Regions from separate parts of the Rattus norvegicus genome. Here region 2 is linked to region 1. The links are chromatin contacts, called in public Hi-C maps. All regions are on one chromosome and are shown on one strand. Each heading gives the region's core, a stretch centred on a gene start, on an enhancer-like site or on the middle of the called end of the contact. The rest is flanking DNA. Distances are from core to core; before and after follow the strand shown. Region 1 holds the start of Six4 (SIX homeobox 4). Region 2 overlaps Mnat1 (MNAT1 component of CDK activating kinase).

The links. A called contact is a pair of places that touch in the nucleus more often than the background predicts.
Region 2: a contact with region 1 is called in a Hi-C map of psoas muscle, with 2.7 times the contacts expected there. The contact joins the enhancer-like site here to the promoter of Six4 in region 1.

Annotation. Positions count from the first base shown.
Region 1 is chr6:97,550,079-97,555,837 of GRCr8, forward strand. It overlaps Six4 (SIX homeobox 4), which reads right to left and starts at 1,794. Exons shown (of 3, transcript NM_001414919.1): 1 at 710-1,794. The coding sequence starts at 1,551. It also overlaps a transcript of Mnat1 not described here.
Region 2 is chr6:97,649,510-97,655,572 of GRCr8, forward strand. The region is part of intron 6 of Mnat1 (MNAT1 component of CDK activating kinase); the gene reads left to right. Among named protein-coding and RNA genes, the nearest start is that of Trmt5, 71 kb to the right of the region's middle. Within about 2 kb of position 4,287, at least 5 of the 93 cell types and tissues checked have an H3K27ac peak or open chromatin away from gene starts, as enhancers often do.

The DNA of each region.
Region 1 (5,759 bases), core at 544-3,043:
CAGAATCAGGTTTCAAAACACCGCAGAGATGAGCAGCACCCACACCCCACGCTGCCCAAGCAGCGATGGGAACCGCGGCGGGCAGAGTGAATGATTAGCTCTGTCATATTAAAGCCTCGACGTCCCCAGACCCCATCTGAGTCACTACTCTTCATTAACGCTCCCTTTTTCCTTCCAGAGCGCCCCCGGTGACCTCCAGGGCAAGCCTGGGGCTCAGTCGACCCCTGAGTACCCTGGAGCGTGTGCGCACTCTAGGCTCTGGGTGACCGGGTGGAGGAAGAGACCCTGGCTCGCGCCGGCAGCCCCTGCGGGCCCCGAGCCGCGGTGAGAGCAGCCTTGTCGGCGTGCACACACACTCCCTAAAAGAACCAAGGCGAGAGTGGCAACTTCAAAGGCAGCAGGATGGGGGTGGGAAGCCGGGCAGCAGTGACCAGCCGAGGTGGGGGCGGGGACTGGCCCTAGGAGGGCGACCAGAAACTTCTGGGGGCAGGAGGGGGAGGGTTTGGAGGGAGGATCCCCCGCCCGCCCGTTGCCACCGGCGTCTTCCCCCCTCCCCGTAGGGAAGCGAGGTGGGGGGCGGGGAGAGGTGGGCAGCCGGACCAGGCTGGTGGGGAAGGTAAGCGCCATGTTTTCGAGCGCTTGGAGGAAAAGAAAGCTGGGAAGGGGTGGGGGGGAGGAAGGGGGAGGAGGAAGGAAAGTTGGCGCTCACCTTTTGGACTGGGTCTCGGAGGGGTTTCGGTCGCGCTGCCGCCGGTTCTTGAACCAGTTGCTGACCTGGGTGAGGGAGAGGCCAGTGATCTTGGCCAGGTGCCGCTTCTCGGCGGGCGAGGGGTAGCGATTCTGCTTGTAGAGCTCCTTAAGCGCGTTGCGCGACTTCTCCTTGAAACAATACACCGTCTCCTCGCCGTCCCAGATGGTGCGGGGCAAGGGGAATTTCCTGCGCAGCCGGTACTTGTCCACGGCGCCCAGCGGCCGGCCGCGCGCTCGCTCGGCCTCGGTGTAGCGCGCCTTGTACCAGAGCTGCTGCAGCAGCGGATGGTTGGCCGACTCGAAGCTGTGGCTCTCGAGGATGCTGTACAACTCAGGGTAGATGCCCTGGTGGAAGGCCACGAGCGCTCGCGCCTTCAGCAGGCTCTCGTTGCCACGTAGCAGGTCGCTCTGGGGCAGGGACCAAAGGAACCGGGCCAGGCGGTCCAGGTTGCCCCCCTGCTGCAACGCCTCGCACACGCAGGCGACATGGTCCGGCGAGAAGGCCAGCGGGGGCTGCGCGGTGGCTGCGTGCTGGTGCCTGCCCAGAAGTTCCGAGTGGAGTTGTACCTGATCTGCCGCTCCGGCCGCCGCTGCCCCTTCCTCCCGGCTTACCCTGGAGGCAGCCGCGGCGTCCCCCGGCTCCAGGGGGAAAGGAGCTGGAGCCGGGGGGCTCAGCCCAGCCGCCGCGCCCCCCGCCACTTCTCGGTGCGCCTCCTGTCCTTCCGAGGCGCTTTCCATCCCATTCTCCTGCTTGATGTCCGCCGCACTTGCAATCTGCCCGGTGGGGGAGGAAGAGGACATTTTTTGTTGTTTATTTTCCTCCCTCCCTCACTCCCTCGCACTCTTTTCCTCTTTCTTTCCCCCTCTCTTACTCCTCCTTCTTCGTCTCCCTCCCCCTCCCCCCTCCGGAAAGCCCACTCCCTCCCTCCCGGTTTCGGCTGGATCTGGCCGATCAGGTTTCCCCCAGGCCACGCAGTCACCATTAAGATAGCTGCTAGAGCAAAGTAGTGTAAACGGATAGCTGCTTTCTGCCGTTCCCCCAACGTGACTCCTCCGGTTGCTGCATACTATATGGCACTGGCCGCCCGGCCGGCCCGGTCGCGCCACCCCATTGGCTATTTCGCATTCAGTGGGAGGAGGAGACACCGTTTCTATCCCTGTCGATCACCCGCCTTCCACTCCACCCCTTGCCTTTCCCTCTCTCCCTGACCCCCAGGCACCTTTACCTGCCGGAAAACACCGACATTCTTTTCTGGCCAAGCTCCTGAATGGGCAGTTATCTAGTGTGGCCTGAAAACTGGACAGCTCTTTCAAAGAAAGGCCCAGTGATTCCCAAGGGAATACTAATCGCGTGACCTTAAGGTCTGGACAGCTAAATTTTTAACAAAGAGACCACCCTCAGTAGGTAGATGACAGAACTTCAGAGACTAATTCCGAAGCTTCCCAGCACCTCCCTCCTCTCCTCCCCCACTAAGGGATGTCTTTATTAAGGATGTGTATTCAAAAGGGTCATGAACAACACTAAGAAATGATAGTAGTGAAAATACCAGAGGAGAAGAACTGCTCGGAAAACCTTGAAATGACAAAAGCAAGAAGCATTAAAAAAAAAAAAGTCAACAGAAACCCTGAGATGAATTTAATTCAAACAAACATATAGAAAATAAAACTGGATATTTCTAAGGGATAAGTAGTATAGAAGAGAGTTAAATTATAATGGTCTAGGAACTCAAGTCTACTTACCATAGTAGAAACACTCAAAATCTGGACACCAATAGCACTACCCCCTACACACGCAGTGCGGTGCTAGGATGGATAAATAGTTTCTCTTTGAAGGTGATAAATAGGTATGCTGACTGGATCAGCAGCCTTTGCCGTCCAGAGACAAATGGAAGATTGGTCTCCAGGTTTGAGGCTAAAGTGTGGAGGTGCAATGTGGCTGTCTTCAGTGGGCTTCTTTCCTTCATGGTGTGCATGGGGTCTTAGAGCTCAGAAGGTATTGATGAGCCTGTCTCTGTGGTTACCGTAGGTCAGTTGGGTTTGTCTGTGGGTGCTCCTCAAAATCTAACAGCTAAATGCCCCCCCACTCCCCACCAACCTTTACTTCAGGGTGTCCTTGTATCGTCTCTGCTTCCCAGTCAGTTATAACCGCCTATCCCAGCATGTTGGTTCGGGTCACCTGCTGTCACTTCAATCTGGTGATGTTTGCTTCTTCCTTTCTTTCTTTCTTTTTTCTTTCTTTCTTTCTCTCTTTTTGCTACCACTTTATTGTTGGTTAGCTGAGATATTTGATACAGAACCTAACTGTTCTCCATTAAAATATTTATTTTGTGTGTGTGCACATACATGCAAGACCACACATGCCAGCCATGACCCGTGTGTGGAGGTCAGAGGACAACTCTTGAGAGTCGGCTCTCTGATTTTGATTTTCTTCTTCCACGGTATTGGTGCTGAGGATTGATTGTAAGTGGCATCTTTGGCAGATTTAAAATCGATAATCATAGGCAATACCTTTTCTTCCTCCTCCTTGAAAACATGCAGATAGCTATCAATCAGGATAATATTTGAGTTTAAAACTTCCTTGCTTTAAAAAAATTTTTTCTTGCACTTAACCATATACTTTTATTTTAGGATAATTTTGATTTGCTGATAAATCATAAAAATAGTAAAGAGAGCTCCTACTTACCCTTCACATATTTGTCCCTAATCCTGACACCTTATAGCAAGCAGTACATTTGTATGAGCTGATAACATTGGCATATTATGCACCATAATTAATTCATTATAGACTCTATTATTAGGAGTTCATTCATTTTTCTACGACTTTCTGTTTTTCACTCCAATCTGTGTGGCCATTCTGCATTTGGTTCTCTGAATTTTATTTATCAGAGCAAAGTAGACAAGAAGTAGTGTGGTTTCATGGAAAAGATACATATTTAAGGTTCAGCTATCTAGGCTTGGGTTCAGTCCCAGTTCTGCCATTTACTTGAGTATAAAAAAGTAGAAAAGACCACTGTACAGACTAAATAGAACAAAAAGAACTTGATACATAATTAATCTTCTGCAAAAAAAATTGTTATCTTCCTATTGACAATGCAAAGAAGGAGACCTTTCAGTTCTATATACCTACTTTAAAATTCCTTTGGCCAGGTTATGGGGTCATAGGAGTTAACTTTAAAATTATTATCAATCAAGTACATTGCATGACTTAGAAAAGAACATAACTGGCTTTTGATCATTGGCTCTGTATATTGTCTCTAGGGTACTAAGTCTATCAGGGTCTATGTAAACGTCAGTGGCTCTGTCAGGTCTGCAATAGTGTGTCTGTGGAAACAATGGACCATGGGGCTGGAGGATCCAATTGAGAGGAAATTGATGGAGTCCTTCTACAGATTCGAATTTTGTGAATTTATACACCAGTTGCAGGTATTTCTAGGACCAGATATCTTAGTCTTGTGGCGCTTGGGCAGGGTGAGATTCAGAGCATGTCCTGCCAGAATTCCTAGTAGACTCAAACACGGTCAGCAGCACTGGAGGGGAACTGTGTTTTGTGTGGAGTTTATCTTGGAGCACAGGTTACACCCAATGGTGTTTGAGTTGCTTCTGTTTCACTCCTCTGCTAGGTCGGGACTAATGGAGTCTGTTGCGCTGGCAGGCAGTGTCATGCTGGGTTGTGATCTTGAGGAGTGGCGGCTGAGATGGTGGGATGGGAAGAGTGGAAGGAAAATCAGATCCTCGCTTCTAAAAGCAAGCAGATGATTTTGCCATTTTAGTGTCTTGAAGAAAATCTGGTTCAGTACAGCATGTTATGTTGAAGTTCATGTGATTTTTTTTCTGCTTATTAACCAAGAAGGCAAATTTCTTTTCCTTCCTTCCTTCCTTCCTTCCTTCCTTCCTTCCTTCCTTCCTTTCACTTCCTTTTCCTTTCCCCTTTCCTTATTTCTCTTTTGAGACAGTGTTTATCCATGTTCTGGAACAAACTCTGTAGACCAGGTTGTCCTTGAGGTCATCATACAAATCTGCCTTTCTCTGCCTCCCAAGTGTGGGATTAAAGGTATGCCACCACTGCCTGACTTCAGAATTCTTTAAACTTAAAAATATGTTGTTGTTGCTGTCAACTACTATTATTGTGTGTCCATGTATATATGTACTACATACAGATCATGGAAGGGGAGTCAAAGGACATTTCTGTGGAATTGGCTAGCAGCTCTCTCTTTCTACTTATACATGGGTTCCATGATTGGACTTTACTGCAGGGCTATTTCTCCAGCCCCTGAATGGACATTTCCATTTCCAAGTTGACACTTTGGCTGTCTGAAGATAACTGGCTTCTTGGTAGGCTCTTTCTTTCTCAGAGAGTTACTGTAGGCTGGTCCTAACGTCACCCCTCTCCACTGCTACTTAATGAAGGTGGTTGGTAAGTAGTGAGCATTTACAAAGGGTCACTCACTTCTTCATCACTTTCTGAGTCCTGCCTAAGCATAAAGAATAGAACATTAGGAACAAAAGGATAGAGGCATGAATCTATGGGGTCTCGGTCTTTCTAGGAGGTTGAATTCTTGTGGGAGAGAGAAGACATATCTATAAAGGAACACAGTCTAAGGGAAGAGCATGGTAAGGACTCATTCTAATGTGGTGGGGAGTAGGATGTGGATTTTGAGTTGAGTCTTTGAAGGTTGAGAAATTTGAGAGGACAGTGGCTCATCAGAGGCAAAGGGAACAGAACGGGAAGTACATGGAGCCATGATTATTTGATGTTTTTCTGAAAGTAAACAAGCAATTCAATATGGAACAGAGGTTTTTATATAAGTGGGTAGTTGGAGAGTGGTTAAAAGACCACTCTCATTGATGTAGGAGGACTGATTCAAAATCATAGGCCAGTTCAGGTCACTTAGCAAGATCTGGCTTAAAAATAAACTTTTAAATATTTACTTTGTTGTCATGTGTAGTAGTAGATCATCACGGCCAATGTCAATTGGTCTAGAATAAGTACTTACCCTAAGCAAAACAAT
Region 2 (6,063 bases), core at 3,037-5,536, 100 kb after region 1:
TGTCTATGGGATGCTCTGGGCAAGTAGACAGTATCTTGTTTTCTCACTGTAAAGAAGATATATTGATGATAAAGCTGTTGTGGTGTGAAGATCAAAGCAAGTGAAGGAAAAATCGTTCTTACAGCCTTATTGGCTGAGTTCCAGGCCAGTTAGCAATCTTGTTTCCAAGAGCAAGTTGGATGGAGTCTGAAGAATGGCAGCCAAGGTTGATCTTTGGCCTCCACACATGTGTCATCCATGTAGATATGCCCATGTATGTACATGAGAACACACCTCCAGTTTTTCAGATCAGTTTTTGAGTCATTTTATAGATGTTCAGTTTGTTTTATAAATATCAATTTTTATGTTGTCCCATATAGTAGAGTTCATGTTGTAAATATTTCAATAACTTTCTTATGTACTTAATTTTTTCAAGATATAATGCCTATAAAACACTTAAAGTTTTTTATTATTATTTTTATTTCTTGAGGTTATAATATAATTGGACCATTTCTTCCTTTTCCTTCCTTTCTCTTGTCCCTCCTGTGTACCTCCACTTGCTCTCTCCAAACTCATGACATCTTTGTCGTCAATTGTCACACACATACACAGATGGGAAACCACTTCAAGTTAAATCTTTTATTCTCAGAGAGACTACATTTTCTAGAAAAGGTGCTGTTTTGGTTTAGTGACTAACAAATGACCCAAGCTCCTAATTTAACTCCCTAGAGGGGACATAGTAGAGATAGAAACTGCCCGAGAAAAGAACTGAAATAACAGTGGCAAACTTTATGAAAGGGGTTTCTTCTTTAGCTAAAGGCAAAATATATTTGCTGCTGTTTATGCCTATTTTACTCCTTAGTGAACCCCTAATTCCTACAAATGTCCTTAGATTTTTTTTAAACCACAAAATAATTTAATAAAAAATTATTTTAAAATGTATTCAGAAAAACATTCAGGCATTTTCCAGTTTGTAATCTTGTGTTAATGAGAATATCAGAAATATTACAGTGAGGAAGTGCCACCTGACTCAGCGTCCCTCAGAAGCTAAAACGTTCGCAGCTGAGAGACCGGCTTGAACTTGACTTTCAGGATAGAACACTTCTGCCAGTAACGGAGGTTTGCTTGTTTGTCCTTCCTCCCTTTCTGTCTGTCTGTCTTTTTACAGCATGGCAGTACTTTTTTGTTAGATGAGTTATCAAGGGCTGAAGAATTAATTTAAACAGTTTGGTAATTCCTGTTATTAGAGATAGTTCTTAGAAATTCTCCTGTCCCTAGAGAATAACCAGCTCTGAGTCCTGAGGAGAAGCAGCAGAGGTTGCTCCAAGCTAAAGTAGAAAGTGTTTGGGAAAGGCCCACAGGAGAGCCAAGTGCACAGGAAAGTCTGAAAGAACGGAAAGTTTCCAGTTTTTAAAAGACCAGTGAGTGATGTGAGATTGAAAACAGTAACAAACAAACCATTTTCTTGTTGTGTGGTTTGTAAGCTCAGGGTTAGAATAGTGATTCTATCGTATTTACCTTGTAAAGACAGCAAGGCAGGTAATTGTTCAAGGATTGAGGATAAGAGTGCTATTGCTTTGAATGTATGTTAACTAATTTTCACAACCTTTGTACATGGCTTTATGTGCTAGCTTTTTTCTCCAGTGTAAAATGAATCCTAATATGTCTTGCAATTAGTGACAAATAAGAAACTTTGTAATTAAAAGACGATCTGTTTATTTAGGAGCCTTCAAAGGTTGTAAAAGATTATACTTGGCTATATGTAAAGGATAAGTGTTGTGAAATAATGCCCCTCAGTGCCCCGTTTATAATAAATCTCAGCTGTGTGCTCAGCAAAAGGGCTCAGTGCCAAAGAGAACAGGTTCAACTTGTCTGAGGATTTGCACCGCAGCAAAGCGTACAACTGCTTTTGTAGAGGTCATAGTGGAGGTCACAGGCATATGCAATAGAATCAGAGTGGCTTTAAAAACACCGCAGAACCATGTTGCTTGCTATTTAAGAATCTGTGTTAACTTCAAGCATTAAAAGTATAGTTAGATCCTAAAAGTAAATTCTGAGTACAGTTCTCAGTCTGTTTCCAAATGGATTTAAAGTATTTCATCAGCACCTAGTAGCAGATCTTATTAAAGATCTTCAGAGTAATTTTATGATAATTTCCCTGACATAGGTATTTATTTGGTAATTGTAGTTGTGTTTAGTGGATGGATATCATTGTGAAGGAAAAGTCTCTTATGTCGAGGGCAGGGACCGTACATGAAGTAGTTCCAGAGCAAAATGAGAGAGTTGTCATAAGATGGTGAGAGTGTGCGTGTCTTCATTAGGTCTGCTTTCTCTTATTTTAATATGATCAGTGGGATCAGAATTCAACAACAGCAGCGAAGAATACCATATTACATACTGCCATAACGCTTTCCCCAAGTATCTCAGGTTCATCCATATGTGTAGCTATCGTGTGTCTGCTTGCCTGTCTGTCTGTCTGTCTGTCTATCTATCTATCTATCTATCTGTATCTATTCACCCACCCACCCACCCACCCATCCATCCACCCACCCACCCATCCATTCATCCATCCACCCACCCACCCACCCATCCATTCATCCATCCATCCACCTACCCACCCATCCATCCATCCATCCACTCACCCCATCCATCCACCCACCCACCCATCCATCCACCCACCCACCCATCCATCCATTCATCCACCCACCCACCCATCCATCCATCCACCCACCCACACACCCACCCATCCATTCATCCATCCACCCATCCATTCATCCATCCACCCATCTACCCATCCATCCACCCATCCACCCACCCATCCACCCACCCACCCACCCACCCACCCATCCATCCATCCATCCGTCCATCCATCCATCCATCTAAATTTCTAGAAGAGACAATTCAGAAACGGGCTGTGGAAAGCTGCTGAGAGCCAGACATGGAGGCCTTAGGTTTAGTAGAAGGATTCCAGACAGAAAGCCACAGACAGAAATGAGCAGACACAGAACTAGGCTGAGCTGGGTTTGGCCTAAAGTTTTATCTGACTATTTTTCTTGTTTTGGTGACCATGTTTATTTTCAGGGGTGATTATAGTGAAGCAGCAGCAGCCGCTGTGGGCGGGAGATTAAGGGTAATCTGTAGAATGTGTTTCAGCGACGGCAGCTGATTGGCGGCAGCACCTGGCCTAGCAACTGGTCATGTTAGTGCTTACCACAGTTAAATACCAAGTTGTAAAATTTAGAAGCACTTGAAAGTCAGGTTTTTCTTTGCCCTTAGGTTACTGTTTTACTAAGTATACATCTCTTCAATATATGTTTGTTTGTTTTATAAAAGGAAGTCTATAGAATAAAATTAGTTTTTACCCCCAGAATTAAAACAAAAAGCAAACCTTAAAGCAAACCATGTGACAGTCTGGATGCTGTTGCCGTTGTGGGAGCTGCACTTATGCTGAGCAATAAATGGGCTCTCAGATGGCAGCCCGGAAGGACTGCGACCCTTGTGCGCTGCAGTGTCATCCACAGAGTAAACATGAGGCACACTGGAATGCAGCCTAAAGAACTGATTAGCTCAGCGCCTCCCCAAAGGCACCTATTTCAACCTTGCTAGGAGTTAGTCTTCTTAGTTGAAAGAGTATTTTTGATCATATTTCAATGTGTATGCAACTTATAACGATTGATAAGCCATCAATTTCTGTTGTGACTTCTGCTAGAAGAAGAGCTTGTTTTTGCTTATTATACGAAGAAAACTAAACATCTAAGAAAAAATATACGTATAAAAGTTAAAGTTTATATCTCAATATAGATGTAGTTTGCCTAAGTATATGTTTTTCAGAAATAGATTGTAAATATTTTCTGAAAATGACATCTTAGAAAACTAATATAATTTTCATCTTAAAAGAATCTATATATTAATACATAAATAAATACCTTGTACTTTATGATTTAATGGCTGTAAATCTATTTTGTGGAACAGTTTGTACATGTTGATAAGTATTTGAAAGTAGGGTTAGTTCTGGTGATACAAATTCCAGGACATCCAGGGCTACACAGAGAAACCCAGTCTTGAAAAAAGTCAAAACCAAAACCAACCAACCAACAAAACAAAAACAAACAAACTTTAAAACATCCCCAAGGCTAGGTGGGTACTAGTTATTTGTCTTGCTGTTATGATATCATACCTAACAACAGAAACTACACAGTGGTTATCTCTTCTGAGTTCAAAAGACTTTAAATAGACCCAGAGATCTGGCACACGCCATTTGGGCGCTGAGGTAGGGGAGCGAAGGCGCTGTTCTAAAACACCTGTTCAGTCTTGAAATAAACATTCCTAGTGTATCGAGCGCTGGATCAGGCATGGAGGATGTGTGACTCAGTGTATGTAGCTTTTCGTATGGTTTTTTTTGTTAACAGAGTCAAAGGGTACAGTTAGGTAACTTTGCATGAAGCAATTTTATATTTTATTGCAATCAGAAGTGTAGACATATGTACAAGTTGTCGTCATCACCAGCTAACTACTCGCTCAAGACGACAATGCTTTCTTGACTTACTCTTACAGGGAGTAACAGCAAATCAGCAAAGATGTTGATGCCTAAAAAGCGCGTTAAAAATTTCTGTCAAATACTGGGTTTTCTTTGTTTTGTTTTGTGTTTTGTTTTTCGTTTTTAAAAACGATTAGCACAGTCTTTCAAAGGAAAGAGTTTTTTGTCTCACCAGATAGCCTCCCTTGATGTTTTTCTTTTCTGGTCTTTTTATAGAAACAGACATGATTTGCTGGACGCTATGTCCTCTTGGCAGCAAAGTCTAGTCCAGCAGCAAGACAAGCATCAGAGAAGGAATTAAAAACCATTCTCTCAACACTGTGTTGTTTGTCAGTGCCCAAAGAAAATAAACTTAAAACAACAAAAATAAAGCACATAAATTCTATGGGTTCTCTCTTCCCTCCCTCCCTGCTTCCCTCCCCTGAGACTTGGTCTTGCTATGCAGCCCTGACCTCCATAGTGCCCAGGCTTACTGTGATCCTCCTACTCTTCCTTGAATACTCCGCTTACAGGTAGCTACCACCTAGCCTTTCACTCCTACATAAGTTATGTTTTGTTTTTGAAACTCTTCACAGTAGTTTATATTGGTATACCAATATATACCTAAAAGTAGAGTTGAGATATTATTAAAGAATATTTTTCTGTGAACACTAAATGCTGAGTTTTGAGAGTGAACATTGCAAGTGGATTCATATGGCAAAATTTTCCCCTATAGAGGACAGATCATAACATTGCAGAGCCAATTTGCTACAAACATTTTTAAAGTCTTGGCCAAAAGATAATACAGTATAACTCCTTGGGACTATTTGATTGCAATGATGAACAAGATTAGGCTCAGCTAGATGTTAGGAATCTTTGATGGTTTAAAGCATATTTTCAGAATATGAGCATTGCTTGATGAGCAGGCCGAGTGTCTGCAAGGTGACCATCTTCTTCCTTTGCAGATACACTTTGAGAAGGAGACATTTTGGGTGGTTGGCTAACGTGTCTTAAAGACAAAGGGTCATAAAGGTAGACTCTAGGGATAAGTCATTGTTAGGATGCTCAAAACGGATATTTTTGATGTTAAATTCTACCCATTCTAAAATATTTACCTTGTTTGATGATTTTAGTAGAGATTTAGGAAATACAGAAGTAAGTGCTTTTTTTTTTTTTTTTAAATATATAGACCAGTCATGTATTCAATTGGAGGAAAACCTTATTTGTTTTTATGATACTTGGACAGGCAGTGGGTTATTTCTGCTTATAGGTCAGGGATTTCTAGCAGGGTCCCCTGGTGCTCCAGTTTTCCCCCAACCTTATTGTAGATAACAAAAATGAGATTAAGAGAATTCCAATGGTTTACTTCAGTTTATTCAGCTTTAGAGGCAACATCAAGGGAAGTACATAGTTCCCTTTCAGCCTTCAGACCCCTGCCCTCCATTTGTCCTTTTGACAGTTACTGTAAATTTTGAAAAATAATGAGAAAAAGTCATTTCTGTGTGCCTGTCAGGGATGGGGATGAATTGTGCCTACCGTGAAATGATGTTTTAGCAGGAAGTTATTAC